2 separate regions of the Sus scrofa genome follow, and region 2 is linked to region 1. A link is a contact called in public Hi-C data. All regions are on one chromosome and are shown on one strand. Each heading gives the region's core, a stretch centred on a gene start, on an enhancer-like site or on the middle of the called end of the contact. The rest is flanking DNA. Distances are from core to core; before and after follow the strand shown.

Region 1 (3,185 bases), core at 333-2,832:
CGCTTATAGGTGAAAACTAAATAAAATATGGTACAAATGATCCTACCTGCAGAATAGACAGCCTCACAGACATAGAGAACAGACCTGTAGATGCCAAGGGGGAGAGGGGAGGGAGCAGGATGGACTGAGAGTTTGGGGTTAGTAGATGCAAACTATTATATTTAGAATGGATGGGCAATGAGGTCTTACTGTACAGCACAGGGAACTTCTGTCCAATCTCCTAGGACAGACCATTATGGAAAATAATATATATTAAAAAAAGAATGTATATATATGTATGACTGAGTCACTTCGCTGTATAGCAGAAATTGGCACAACTCAAAAAAAAAAAAAAAAAATAGAAAAGTACCCAAAGTGAGTTCCTTTTGTGGTTCAGTGCATTAAAAACCGGAATAGTATCAATGAGGAAGTGGGTTCGATCCCTGGCCTTGCTCAGTGGGTTAAGGAGCAGCAAGTTGCTGTGGCAGGCTTCAGTCTAAGTTTCTGATGCAGCCCCATCAGTTGCTGTGGCTGTGGTGTAGGCGATTACACCCCTAGCCTGGGAACTTCCATATGCGCGGCCCTAAAACAAAAAACAAGAACAAAAAAGAAAAGTACGCACAGAAGTGTACAGCTTTAGATTCAAATTCACAAAGCGAACATACTCCACTAACCAGCTTCCATATCAACATACAATATCCAATACCCCCGAAGTTACACTTATTTACCCCTACTAGTTTTACTGCCTCTATTTTGTTTACTTTTTTTGGCCACGCCCGCTGCATGCAAAAGTTCTCAGTCAGGAATTGAACCCACACCACGGCAGCAACCCTGGCCACAGCAGTGACAACGCCAGATCCTCAATCTGCTGTGCCACCAAGTAACTCCTTGCCTCCATTTCATGTCTCATATTATTATTATTTTTATGGCCGCACCCAGTGTCATGTGGAAATTCCCCTGCCAGGGGTGGGATTGCAGCCGAAGCTGTGACCCGAGTCACATAGGTGGGCAACGCCAGACCTTAACCCACTGCGCTGGGCCGTGGGAGTGGGGGTGGGGAGGGAATCGAACCTGCGTCCAGAGATAACGCTGGATCCTTAACCCTCTGCGCCAGAGCAAAACTACTCTGCCTCCACTTTTCTTTTTGGCCTCCACTTTAAATACCAGGAAATCGCAGCACAGACAGGTCAACAGGGCTAAATATTACTGTAACTAGCAAAGGAACCTAGACATGCTATCTACTCCCAAATCCCACGCTCCTGAGAAGACAACAGGCTTGAAGGTGAGACGGTGACTTCGGCTTTGAAAGATGTGGAATGGGCGTCCTCTTCCACGAAAACTCACTTCAGGGCGTCAGGGCCACAGAAACCCCCGTCCACCAACACGAGGCACCTCAGGCCGCCTGCGCCAGGGCCTCAGGAGCGCCCAGCCGGCGACCAGTGGCCTGCTACGCAGCCTCCCCACAGGCGAGGGCGCAGTCGCAGCTACAGTCGGAGACGTGACTCTCCCAGTTCTGAAGGCCGGAAAACGTAAGATCAAAGGTCACGTAAACGGCACGTCCCGCCCCGCACGCCTAAGTTCTCGCGCGAGTGATACTTCCGCCCTTTTGGCTCTCTGTGCAGCACCATGGCGGTTGGCAAGAATAAGCGCCTTACGAAAGGCGGCAAAAAGGGAGCCAAGAAGAAAGTGTAAGTGACAGCTGTCGTGGCACCCCGCTTCTAGGGGCTCTGCTGGAGTCGGCGGGCGGGTTCTGGATCGCGATGTGGGCCGGATGGCGAGGATGTTAGTTGGATTGCGCGGGTCGTGCCGGGTTAGTAAACTCCCGAACTGGAGCGTGGCGGATCTGGGTGTTTTTTTGCGGCGGTCCGGCTGCTTTTCCGCTGGCCCTCTGGACCTCATGCGCACCGCTTTTGAGTCGGGAGTGCCGCTGCGTCTCTGGCCTGGCATGTTCCTTACTGTGGGCTTACGGGTCTCGTAAATTCTACGAGTAATCAGTGCCCCTCCAAAAGCCGGACTTGTCAACGCAACTTTTTGTCCACCCGGGACGCTGCACCCCTCCCTTGCTATGGCCAGGTGGAACCTGGGATCTCGTAAGCTAGCATGAGGCCTTAAAGAGCCTAGGTTACTAGTATGTGTCTTAATGTGCCAATAAGGTTGAAGAGACGTGCAAGTTGTTTGGAGGTAATGCAGTCAGTATAGTGGAAGGACCGATAGGGGTGGAGAGTGTTTGGGGCATAATTTACTTGCCAGAGTGTCACATCTGCTCAGTGAAATAGATATAGTGGGAAGAGCTAGGTTTTTTAAAGTAATTAGAACAAAAACTGAGGGAGGCTTAAAACGAATTACGTTATCTGCGATAAAACCTAAGCATTTTTTTAAATCCAGGGTTGACCCATTTTCTAAGAAAGATTGGTATGATGTGAAAGCACCAGCTATGTTCAATATAAGAAATATTGGGAAAACACTGGTCACAAGAACTCAAGGAACCAGTGAGTATCTCTTTCGTCTGTATTTTTCTTAAATTGAAAAATATGTCGGTCTACTCTTGTTTCTGTGGTGGGATACGGTGAGGGAATGTCAGCTATTGGTGACAACTTTGGCCCCTTTAGGGCTTGTTTTTAATACAACACTTGGAGAAGCGAGGTGGTACTTTTAGAATTAGCAAAAAATGTTCGTATTTTTGAGCTTCTAATGAGCAGTCAGTAAGTCATTGGTGTCCATATGGATTTGGTAAACAAAAGTTAATGTCTTTATTATTAGTTTAAGTTTAATGCATGAAATTTATCTTTCTTGCCTTAATATGTTTTCTAACGTTAACACGATTGTTGTTTTTATAGAAATTGCATCTGATGGCCTCAAGGGTCGTGTGTTTGAAGTGAGCCTTGCTGATCTGCAGAATGATGAAGTTGCATTTAGAAAATTCAAGCTGATTACTGAGGATGTTCAGGGCAAAAACTGCTTGACCAACTTCCACGGCATGGATCTTACCCGTGACAAGATGTGCTCAATGGTCAAAAAATGGCAGGTGAGAACAGAAGTTGAGTGGTCCTGTGGTGTTTGTGACCAAAGATGTTGTGGTTTAAGGTCAGAAAGGTGTTGAGGTTTAGATTTCATTTTAAGTCCTGTTATTGAGTGGATTCTGGGATTGGCACTTGAACTTGATCAACAACAGTGAGGTTGTGTAAATTACCTGTGTAAATTGAATT
Region 2 (3,185 bases), core at 338-2,837, 77 kb before region 1:
TTACATATTCACCTTTAAAAACAACATCCATAGCTCATAACAACTTCCAATGACCAAATATGTTTTGCTGATAGACATGAACTCACAAAAGAAATAAAAATTACATTTCTGCTGCAATCCTCTTTTTAAGTTGCCATTCAATTTTCACAAGATGTAACTCTAAATTCATTCCAAAATGTAACTTTAAGTCTACAAAAAAAACCAGTCAAAATTAAATATAAATGCTAACTTTGCTTCAAATTAATCTTTCATCAGCCCTATGAACAAAAATGTTCTGTTCAAAACTTATGGCAAAACATAACTTAGGCAGACTCATAAGAGTAGGCAGGACTATCATTTACTTTATCAAGTCCAAAAAAAAAGATCACAAGACCTTAAAATGTCAAAGAGAAATGCAGACTTTTACATTCCAAGAAAAAAAATTACAGAATAAAACTCCACTGGAATCCCCCATAATACTTCCACAGCAACACTTATTTCCTTATGATCAAAGTGCTCTGTTTACTTTCACAAAACCTCGAGGTCTATCTAAGTTTACGAAATTCCCCCTAGGCTAAAAAATACAAGAAATTGATTCACTTAGGTCAGAAGAATTTTGTTTCTATCATCAGCCTGAGTAAAGCACATGGCTCCAGCTTTAACGTCTTGTTCCCTTACCCACTGAGAATACATGCTTGTAAAACAGAGATCTACTTACCAGATTAAAGATAGTTTCTACAATATCCCTATTGGATACTTCTCCAACTTCAACCAACCCCGTCAACACGGCAAATTTCATCCTGATGCCTCTGATGGGGAGCCCTGGTTTCAGGGACAGGGCACCCCCTTCTGCAGGGGTTTCTTCTTTCCCTCCACCTCCCTCGTCATCACCTGTTGGTGGCGGGGAAGGGACATTATTGTCTTCGCTAGCCATTGCTAGTTCTCAAGAAAGGACAACTCGGAGTCACTCTGGGGCAGAGTCGCTGCACCAGTAATAAGCACACAGACGCACAGCAAAACGGAAAAGGTCACTCTTCCAAGTTGTGGAGAAACCCCAAAAGCAGTTGATGTGGAAAGTCCTTGGCGTCGCCCTCCTTCTCTTGGAGAATATTTGTCCAATCTCTCTCCCCGAGGCTGACAACAACGCCAAACCCTATTGGAAGATTAGATCACTGTTAAATAGGCTAGGTTTTGTTTTAAGGTTGAGGGGGGAGGGGAGTAGTTATTGTCCGTCGAATAAGTTCCCAAAGGTGCTCCACTCCCAGCCACCTGCCTCCCCGCGGCTCCAGGAGCTGGGTGCCCTACGCAGGCGGGTTCGAAAGGCTCGGGGACAGGTTCACTCCTCCCCCACACTCTCGCAGGTTCCAGGCGCAGGGCAACCTCTCCTCACAGGTGCACGGAAAAAGAAACTGTCGCTGGGAAAGGAGGGGTTGGAGAAAAGCCGGGAGCCCCCAAGCTCCCCAAGAGGTAGAAAGTTCCTTCTCACCCAGACACTCCGGACTCTCCTCGGCCCCCGCCTGGCAGCCGCGAAACAGAGGTGGCGGCGGGGATCCAGGGCAGGAAAGGGCGGGGAAGGGGGCGGTGATTATTCTCAACCCTCGGCCCAGGGGGAGGAGTGGAGCACCTCTCGGGCACCTGAGGTTCAACTAGGAGAGGAGGGAGGTGTGTGCGGCGGCCAGAAGGAAGGGGAGGCCCGGCGGATTCGGCGAGAAGGGGAGGGAGGAGAGAGAGGTCAGTGCACCTGGTCGCAGCCTCCAAGTTTGCCTAGTCCTCTCCCCGGGAGTCCGCGGCTGCACAGAACTCCATGGCTTCCTGGCCCGACCCTCCCCTGCGCTCAGCCTTTGCAAAAACAGCCGCTGCCGGCGCTACGGACGCCGCGGCTCCGGCTGCTGCGGGCGGTGAGGATGCTACTGCCACAGCTTGCCCCACCGCGGCTCGCGCGGCTGTCCGTGTGCGAACTGAGGCTGCTCCCCGCCGCCATGACAGCGCCGAGGGCCTCGGGGCGCGGCGTGCGCGTGCGCGAGCGCGCGGGGCGGCGGGGCAGGCGGGCACGCGCGAAGGCGGGGGCGACTGGCGGCGGCTGTTGGGTGGGGACGCGAGGGGAGCCTCCCGGGCGGGGGCCGGCGGGGACGCCCGCTTGCTGGCAGGACCGCGGTTGAAGGCGGGAGCCTTAGCGGGCGCTCCGCACGGACACCAGGTGTGAGCCCCGCCCGGCCGGGAAAGACCTTTCCTTCCGGGAGCCGCCTCCTCCCCACCGCCCGCCCCCCGGCCTGGGAAGGTGCTTGGCAAGTGCCGAGCGGGGATTCTGACGCTCCTTCTGTTGTTGTTACCGTAGAGCCTCCTGGCGCGGACGGAACCCGCCTCTCGCTGCCAAGGTGTCTTCTTGGAATCGAAGAAGGACACCTGAGGGACCGTTACTAGCCAGAGAGGTGGCAGCGCCGGAGTCACCGAGGCTGCCGTGCTCGTCTAAGGGGAGCAGAGTCCCCACCCCTGACAGCTTGCCGCTGCTGCCCGCCTGCCGCGCCCGGCGAAAACTCGGAAAGAGATTTCCACTGGGATGCCCTGCCAGCTGCCACCTTCATTCGGAAGGCGGTGTGGGGCTAAAGATCCTGAGGACGAGGAACGGGAAAGATTCCTTGCTTTACAGCTGCCGCCCCACCAAACCTCTCCCACATTCTAAGCAAAGGAGGATTCCTGGGACAGCTGCTCCGAACAGCGTGGAGGCGGGGTTAATTTGCGCCTAGATCGCTGAGGGGTGTTTTTCCTCTCCTGATCTTCTAATTTGAAAGTTAGGTTCGCATCGTTCTCAGTTTAAGAGACCAATTATATGGGGATAGAAACCAGCACAGGTCATCATAATCTGGGCCCCTCCCGTCCACTCCCACTATTAAGGTTACTGTTAACATTATTAACAGTAAAGCATTCTTCCTGATGCATTAGTGGAAAACATATTATAGAGGAAAGTAGCTTTTCACCCTTAGGGTACTCTTTGAATCCTTAAGGCCTTAAAAATAGATAATGTTTAAAATACTCGCAGTTAAAAGAAAAAGAAAAGAAAAGAAAAGAACTCGCAGTTAAAAGGAACCAAAAGGTGGGGTCAAAGAAAAGTTACGAAGTTCTACAGAGAAGTCAGAAGAAAAATTATATTGGTTTGAGAGAGGCAATAGTTTCCCTGAGAAAAAGTTATTTGAGATGGGCTTGGAAAG

What was found. A called contact is a pair of places that touch in the nucleus more often than the background predicts.
Region 2: a contact with region 1 is called in a Hi-C map of skeletal muscle, with 4 times the contacts expected there. The contact joins the promoter of LOC102163742 here to the promoter of RPS3A in region 1. A contact is called at or near these places in 2 of 5 promoter capture datasets (fetal liver and liver), 5 of 47 Hi-C or Micro-C datasets (epiblast stem cells, heart right ventricle, liver and 1 more) and 1 of 2 datasets of contacts at active chromatin or transcription factors (alveolar macrophages).

Annotation. Positions count from the first base shown.
Region 1 is chr8:77,892,137-77,895,321 of Sscrofa11.1, reverse strand. It overlaps RPS3A (ribosomal protein S3A), which reads left to right and starts at 1,582. Exons shown (of 6, transcript NM_001137619.1): 1 at 1,582-1,667; 2 at 2,365-2,468; 3 at 2,817-3,004. The coding sequence starts at 1,606.
Region 2 is chr8:77,968,880-77,972,064 of Sscrofa11.1, reverse strand. It overlaps LOC102163742 (ice-structuring protein 4-like), which reads left to right and starts at 1,587. Exons shown (of 2, transcript XR_002346403.1): 1 at 1,587-1,710; 2 at 2,315-2,911. LRBA (lipopolysaccharide-responsive and beige-like anchor protein) reads right to left here and starts at 1,978. Exons shown (of 57, transcript XM_021100638.1): 1 at 1,721-1,978; 2 at 698-1,132. The coding sequence starts at 913.